2 separate regions of the Muntiacus reevesi genome follow, and region 2 is linked to region 1. A link is a contact called in public Hi-C data. All regions are on one chromosome and are shown on one strand. Each heading gives the region's core, a stretch centred on a gene start, on an enhancer-like site or on the middle of the called end of the contact. The rest is flanking DNA. Distances are from core to core; before and after follow the strand shown.

The links. A called contact is a pair of places that touch in the nucleus more often than the background predicts.
Region 2: a contact with region 1 is called in a Hi-C map of muscle, with 5 times the contacts expected there. The contact joins the promoter of RPL18A here to the promoter of PIK3R2 in region 1. A contact is called at or near these places in 2 of 3 Hi-C or Micro-C datasets (blood and muscle).

Annotation. Positions count from the first base shown.
Region 1 is chr1:183,925,965-183,929,770 of mMunRee1.1, forward strand. It overlaps PIK3R2 (phosphoinositide-3-kinase regulatory subunit 2), which reads right to left and starts at 1,971. Exons shown (of 16, transcript XM_065917426.1): 1 at 1,824-1,971; 2 at 1-5. MAST3 (microtubule associated serine/threonine kinase 3) reads right to left here. Exons shown (of 28, transcript XM_065917423.1): 28 at 3,069-3,806.
Region 2 is chr1:184,137,882-184,141,894 of mMunRee1.1, forward strand. RPL18A (ribosomal protein L18a) reads right to left here and starts at 2,398. Exons shown (of 5, transcript XM_065931618.1): 1 at 2,308-2,398; 2 at 789-968; 3 at 101-230. The coding sequence starts at 2,325.

The DNA of each region.
Region 1 (3,806 bases), core at 721-3,220:
CCGACCTAGGGGGAAGAGGGGCGGGGCAGCATGAGTCGGTTTGAACTCCTGCCACCCTCAACTCAGAGCTGAACCCAAATCCCAGGTTGGAATCCCCTGACTAACTGGGTATCCTTGGGTCAGTCCCTGCCCCTCTCTGGGCCTCCGTTTCCCCAGCTGTAAAATGGGTGAATAGCCCTCCCTTGGGGTTGTTGCGGGCAGAGCTCCCAAGAATCTGCCCTGGGCATACTGCAAGTTCAGTAAACAAGCTCTTCTTCGCCCCTGTTAGAGATGGGGAAACTAAGGCTCAGAGTAGGCAGGTCTTTGTTGGACCATTCAATGGGCCAGGAAGCCAGGACTGAAAAGCTCAGAGCTGCCCAGTTTCACAAGGCCCAGGATGCATCCATCCTAAATGGCCAGTTAAACCCTGAATGCTCAGGGCGTAATGTGAAGGGTGTAATGGGTGATGATGCTCAGTGTGCTGTGGAGCCCTGAGCAGGGGCTGGGATGGCTGAGCACAGTAAGAGGCAGTAGAGGCCAAAAGGGATAGGGAATGAAGTCCAAGCAGATGTCATAATCTGTGAGTCCAAGCAAGTGGATCTCTGATCTCTGCAGGGGGAGGAGAGAACGGGGCAGGGGCGTCCCTGACATGTCTCAGCTTCAGGCCCACAGTAGGTACTTAAAACAGAAGAGGGTTGGTGGGAGGCCAAGAGGACCTTAGCCCCAGAACAGACATGGAGCTGGGAAAGGGTAGAAAGAAGGAGGGCACTGCAGCTGCCAAGGGGGTGGCTGCTCTATGCAGGGGCAATGATCACCCCCAAGGATCACCAATCTCGCGAGACACAGCCCAGCACAGACACATTCTCAATCATGGCCCTGCAGGTTGGATCTTCCTGGGAGACTGGGGGGGGGGGGGGGGGGGAGGGGCGGGGGGGATGGAGCTTTTCCAAAAGGTGGGTCCTCACAGAGGACAGGAGGAGTACTGGTCAGGACTAATACAGGCAAAGGCTTGACAGCAAGAAATGCTTGTCAAGAGTTCAGGGTGGTCTTAAGAAAGCCACAGGCCATGCAGGGCCTTGGGTGCCAGGTAGGGGGTCAGGCTTTATCCGTCGACCACGGGGAACCACAAGACGTGTTCACGTACTGGGCACAAGCGCCACATTACAGAACGACCCAACTTGTCCGCTCCCTGGCCCCTGGGCCCCCATTCTACAGGTGGGGAAACTGAGGCCCAGCGACAGGGACGTCCAGAAAACCACCTGAATCCGCTTGCCTGCCCGCCTCCGCGCCCCGCCGTGCACACGTTTGCACACGCCCCGGTGTGCGCGCCTGGGAACCAGCGCTCCCCGAATCCAAGAGGCGGGGTGGAGGGGCCAGGCCTGGCTGGGGGCTTGGTGGGGGACGCAGGGCCTGCGCGCTCACGCGTGTGCAGACGCGGACTCGGGCCTGTGTGGACCCCGAAGCCCAGCTCGGGGGCCGGAAGCGCAGTCTACCCTCCACCGTCTTGCACCCCACCACCCCACTATGCCCCACACAATGCCTGGGCGCCCCCTCTTTACTGCTCGACGCCCCACTCCCGGCAGGGCCTCCCTCAATTCAGGGCCGCGGCTCCAACCCCTTATTTCTGCCTACAGTTCGTTGTTCCACCCTCATCTTCCAGGGCAGGCTGCACCAGAGCCAGGTCGAGCCCGAGGCCTCCCGCTCCCTGCGGCCCCCAGTTCCCGCAGGGCCCGATGCAGCCCTGCTCGCGTTCCGGCTTCCACCGCGGCCCCACACTCTGCCTGGGCGCCCCGCATCTGAGCGCACCCCCAACCTGGCCTGCCACGCGGACAGTTCGCACTTACCTGGTCGTGGCCGCCACCGCTGCCGCCGCGGCCACCGTCACGCCGAACCGAGCCAGACCCGTGGCTTCACCGCGGCCGCCGTCGCCGCAGCCGCGGGATCCCCGCCTCCGCCGCTGCCGCCGCGGTTCCGAATGGTCGGGCCCGCCCCCCGGCGGAAACGGCCGAGTGCATTCGGGTCGGGCGGGTGAACTGGAGCCGAGGCTGGGCCAGAGGACGCCCGAGTGCTTCCGGGAAGAGCCGAACGTACTCCCGCGGGACTGGAGGTTAACGTTGGGGGAACGTGCCCCGAGACAGCCGATCATTTCCGGAAACAGCCGAGCATATTCGGGTCAGATGAGTCATTCGGAGGCTGGACTCGGCTAAGCTCGGCTGTACTGAGATGCCCGAGATTCCGGAAAAGGCCGAACGCTCTCCAGCCGAACCCGCACCAGGCTGGGCCCCGAAACTTCGGAAACTTACTGGAAAGAACCAAGTGTGCTTGGCCCCAAATGAGGCCCTGAGAACTTAGATCCAGAGGCGACTACCCAACTTCCGAAAACTGCCGACGCAGGGACGGCTCCCGAGAGCAAGTGAGGTGGCCCTGAGCTCAAGGAACTGAAGGTGGCATTTAGGGGGAAGGGAGTCGCCACAGAAAGCTGAGCTTTTCAGGAAACAAGCTGAGGGCCGAGAAGGGATCAGGCTTCAAAGCCGGGGTTTCCATGGTAGCCCAGAGCGTCTAGAAACCACTGAACTAACTCGCGGACGGGGAGAACTACCGGAATGCCGGCCCACAGGCGTTCGGCTGCTTCCGGAAATAGCCGAAGACACTCGGAAACAAGGGGCGTGGCCAAAGCTTCCCACCTTTCCGAATACTTTAGAAGTAACCTGAACGCGCTCAGGCTGGGTTCCGACGCGGTGCAGGGAATTTTAAGGCACAGTCCAAGCGAAGACCAGTATAAAAAGGTCACAAAGATGGTTTGTTTGTTTATTATCACAGCTTCAAGGCCCAGACGGTGTCTGTATGAAGCTTTTAGGGGCAGAGCCCATGATAGGTACTCAATCGGGAGAGGGTAGCAGGAGCTCTGGATCAGAGAAGGCATCAAGAAGGATCTCAATGGTGAACTCCCAGCAGCCTTCAAAACCCACTTCAGGCGACTTTGAGCCAAGGGTCTATTTTCATCCCACCCCCACCCCACTCTTCCCTTACCCTTTTCTCAGCCCCTCAGAAATCCAGACATCGGACCTCCTCTTTGTAAATGTGAGCTTTTATTCACTGTCAGCTCCAGGATGGAAGGCGGGAGCAAAAGTCATGCACAGCCTTGATCTAGCTCCAACACCAGGCAGTGCTGTGTGGGTGTCTCCGGAAGGAACGCAGAGTGGGCTACAGAGCCTGCAAAGTGCCCTCATCATGTGGGACACAGCCATCATGTCAGCCATTTCCCAATGAAAATGGAGGCTCTGAGATGCCCGGTGGGCCACACAGCATTTCAGGGGAGAGGGTTGGAGTTGGAGTCTGCTATATCTGACAACAGATTCTCCACAGCTCCCTTGACAATGCCCAGGACAGGGGCTGGCTGCATGACTCTTACCAGGAAAGCGTGGGGCATGTCTCCACCCCTTGCCAGGCCTTAGTTATGGGGAGGACAACACTACCTCCAGCCTTCTCAAGGCTGACTGAGGGAGAAGCCACAAGTAAAAGCGCTTGGCATACAGTAGGTGCTTAATAAATATAGTATTAGTTTTGTAAACACAAGGAAACTGAGGCACAGAGTGGGGAAGCCATTTTCCCGGAGCCAGTGAAGCCAAGATTTCAACTGGGGCCTCACTGCCCCCCAGTTGGATTTTCTTATTCAGATTTCATCCCAGCAAGGCTCTGACATACTGAGGGCACTTCCCAGGGGTGTTTCAGACACATCATGGTCAAGTTCTCACCCTGGCAGGCATCAAATACCAAAAAACCTTGTGTCCAGGGTGGACATTCTTCCCCTACTGGCAGTGCCCTTT
Region 2 (4,013 bases), core at 1,148-3,647, 210 kb after region 1:
ACTGCCCCCGAGCCCCGAGAAGCCTCTCGCATTTGGCACGCCTCTGTCTGACAGGGAAGGTGCCTGCCCTGCTGAGTCTGAAGGAGACCCGGCGGCTTACAGCACTGGGTGACGGCGCCGGCGGTCGTCAGGTCCCGGTACTCCCGGTACATGTTGTGCGTGCCACTGCGGGAGTCATAGCGTAGCCAGATGCCGAAGTTCTTCACTCGCAGGGGAGATTTCTCGAACACCTGTCAAGGAGAGGAGACCGGCTGAGGCTAGAATAGCAAGTGGGCCCCGACCAGGGCCCCCCACCATCCCTGAATCTCTGCCCCCAATGCTACGAAGGATGGTCCAGCCTCTGGACCTCTCTTGCCGGTCTCCCAGTCCCTGCACCTTCAGGCACCCGCGGGGACATCTGCTGTCTGAGGGAAATCCCCACGGTAACCGCAGGGATGCAGGGCAGTCCAGGCTGGGATGCTCCCCCCCCCCCATGGGGACCGACACAGCTTCTGACTCCCCCCAACCAACCAATAATTCTCTTGGGACCATCTGGGCCAAAAAACCATCAGTTACCCAAGGCAGCCTCACTGTGCAGAGTACAGCGCCACGCCCCACACTTTACAGATGAGGCCCAGGGTTTTTATTAGGAAAAGGCCACCAAACCACCTATTTCATCCTGATGTAGGGCGTGAAGACAAAGGATCAGGATCAGGGGCTGTAAAGTCTGCTAGCTCTGGAGGGTGACAGATGCCCCATGGGAAAGTGTAAATTCACCCCGATCCCGCCCAGCTTCGAATACCGCATACCTGTCCACAGTAGACGATTTCCCCCGAGGATTTCTTCATCTTCTTCAACTGAGACACAAAGTACCAGAAGCGGGACTTGGCAACAACATGATTAGGCGCAAAAATCCTCATGCGATAGAGGGGCGGCGTATGGCATTTGGGGGTCGGCAGGCAGCGCCCCACCACCTTATACTCTCGAAGCTAAAAAAGAAACAGCGGTTGAGGTGGGGACCAGCACCCAAAGTCTAGAGGCAACTGCGGAGACTCACTCTGCGCCCTTCCCCAAGCCTGTTGACAACTGGATCAGGGGATGGAGAAGGTCAAGTCCCACCCCAGGGCCCTCCTGTGATATCTGGGTGACTGTGGGTCATTCCACCGTCCGAGCCTTCCACATAAAAAGAAGTGAGAGTGGGGAGGATTAACCCAGGTGCCTGAATGCCCTTTGCCCTGGCTCAGGAAAGCTGGGTGAGGCTCTCAGCCCCTCTCCCCCTTTACGTTAGCTAGGCACAGAACGGTGGGGCTGCCTCGTTCCTCCAACACCGCATCTATCCAGCTCACAACTTGTCAAAATGAAAATTCGGGACCCCAGAGACAGTGGCCAGCCAGGAATCTCACAGTCAACTCCAGAGAGAATCAGGACAAGAATCCAGTTCCCTGCCCAGCTCTGGGTTCCCCAGACGTGGGTCATGACTTGCAGCTGCCTCAGTTTCCCAGTTGCAGTCCAAGAGATTTGGACTCTCAAGCAGAAGCTCCCCGTTTGTACAGATGCAACGGGCACGATATCTGCCACGTTCAAATCCTGGGGTACAGGAGAAAGGCGCCACCACCACAAAATGGCTCGTCACCATTTTACTATTAATGTCAATAGAAAACCACCCCAAACATCACAAACTCGATTCTTACTTTAACCTCTCAATCTGACTCAACGGCCTCGCAGACCACCCATTCAGGAAGGGGCCGATGCGGTCGGACCCCTTTCCAGTGTGCAAAATGGAGCTGGAAAGCTGAGCATGACCCACCCAAAATGCTTCTCCGCGGGGTCTACTCTTCCATCTCTGAGCACTAACGCGGATTTTGCCCAGCACCTGTCACAGCGGTTAAGACTCCCACTCCCCATGTCAGCCCCTAATTACACTAGTTTCCTTCTATTTTCTGTTACAGGCATGCCAAGAGAAAAAGAACACTATGGCCCGCTAACCCCCACCCTTGGCACCATATTCACTTCCCAAACGGAGAAACTGAGGCTCGGAAGGTCGATGAGGTCCCGTGGCGCGTGTTTCCACACCGCTCAATTTGTCTCTTCCTGTTGAAAGGAGACTCGGACTCCCCGGCCCCCGCGATTCCCGAGCCGGCCCGGGCCACGCTCTGGCCTCCCCACGCGGCTCCCGCAGTGGCCGCCATGTTGGCCGCAACTGGGGACCTCGGCGCACTGGCCCAAACCGGAACGCGCACTCCCCGCGTGTCCCATGTCTCCTCCCGCAGCCCTCGATTCTGTCCGCGTCGCGTTCTCTGACTCCTTGCCCCACCGCGCCCGCCTTACCGTCCCTGAGGCCTTCATGGCGATCTACCCACGACCGCCGCCACCCTCGAAAAGGAAGTGGCCGCCCTCGCGCAGCCGCTCACCTTGATTTCGCGGCCGGAAGTCCCTCCCTTTCGATGCCGCGAGCCCATTGGCTCCTCAGCCCCGAGCTCTATAAGATTTGCTTCTTCGTTGACTCCAGATCCACCAACCTCTCACAGCCCGGCCTCCCTTTGCGGCGACACTACAACTCCCGAGACGCAGCGCGACTAGCCCTCCTGTTCAAGCGAGGCGTAAGGGAGCGTCGGCGCGCGCGGCATGCCGGGAGTTGTAGGTACAACGGGCGGTCTCGGAGGCCGGTTCCAGGTTCCTGCCTTTATATCCATACTGTGTGCATCATCGTCCCGGTGATGAGGCTCCAGGACCTGAGCGTTCTCTTCTATAAAATGGGAATGTGTGCTTAGTCACTCAGTCGTGTTCGACTCTTTGCTACCACATGGGCCCGCCAGGCTCCTCTGTCCATGGGGATTCTCCAGGCAAGAATACTGGAGTGGGTTGCCATGCCCTCCTCCAGGGGATCTTCCCAGTTCAGTGATCGAACCCAGGTGTCCCGCATTGCAGACGTATTCTTTACCGTCTGAACCGCCAGGGAAGCCCAAAATGGGAATAGTACAGGTGTTTTTTTCCCCTAGTAATGTTACCATACTGGCTTCCCGGATGGCGCAGCGGTCAAGTATCCACCCACCAAGAGACACAGGTTAGATCCCTGGGTCCGGAAGATCCCTTGGAGCAGGAAATAGCAACCCACTGCAATATCCTTGCCTGGAAAATTCCGTGAAGAGTGGAGCCTGGCTGGCTACGGTCCATGAGGTCGCAAAGGGTTGGATAGGACTGAGCACATAACACTCATTCACACTCAACTCATGTGAAAGGCCAGGTTCAGAGCAGTTTACAAATGCTAACGTTCATTAAAGTCTTTCCTGGTGTCTCAGTGGTAAAGAATCCTGCCAATCAGCGGATTCCATCCCTGGGCCAGGAAGATACCATGGAAAAGGAAATGGCACCCCACTCCGGTATTCTTGCCTGGGAAATCCCATGGACAGAGGAGCCTGATGGGCTACAGTCCATGGAATCGCAGAGTCAGACACACTTAGCAAACACACTGAACATTCATTAAGCAATGGAATAGTATTTATTATTATGGGAGGATCTGATTTGTGTTTCATAGTAGCAGATATTCAAACCCCATCTGCTTGTTTCTAGTACAGATCCTGGGGCAGAATAGGGCTTGGGGCTGGGGCGGGGGGTTGTGGGGGTGCTAAAAATGATCAAGGGGGAGCCGCACCTTTGGAAGCTTCGGGCTTAGCAATTTGTTTAGGCAAAAAAATGGCTCCTCTGGAGGGGAGATCCAGAATGGAAAAGGAAAGAACTCATGAAGTCAGGCTGTGAAAAGAGACATGAAAGAGGATAAACTGGAGGATTTATATTAGGAGAGAGAGGTGTTGGAGGAGGTGACAGCTGAGCCCAATTAGAATTTTTATTTTATTAATTAAAAATTAATAAGTTTAATTAAGATATGGTTCACAGGGAATTCCCTGGTGGTCCAGTGGTTGAGAATCTGCCTTCCAATGCATGGGAGGTGGGTTTGATTCCGGGTCAAAGAACTGAGATCCCACATGGGATGGCGCACATAAACCCACATGCCCCCTTGCTCTGGAGCTCTGTGC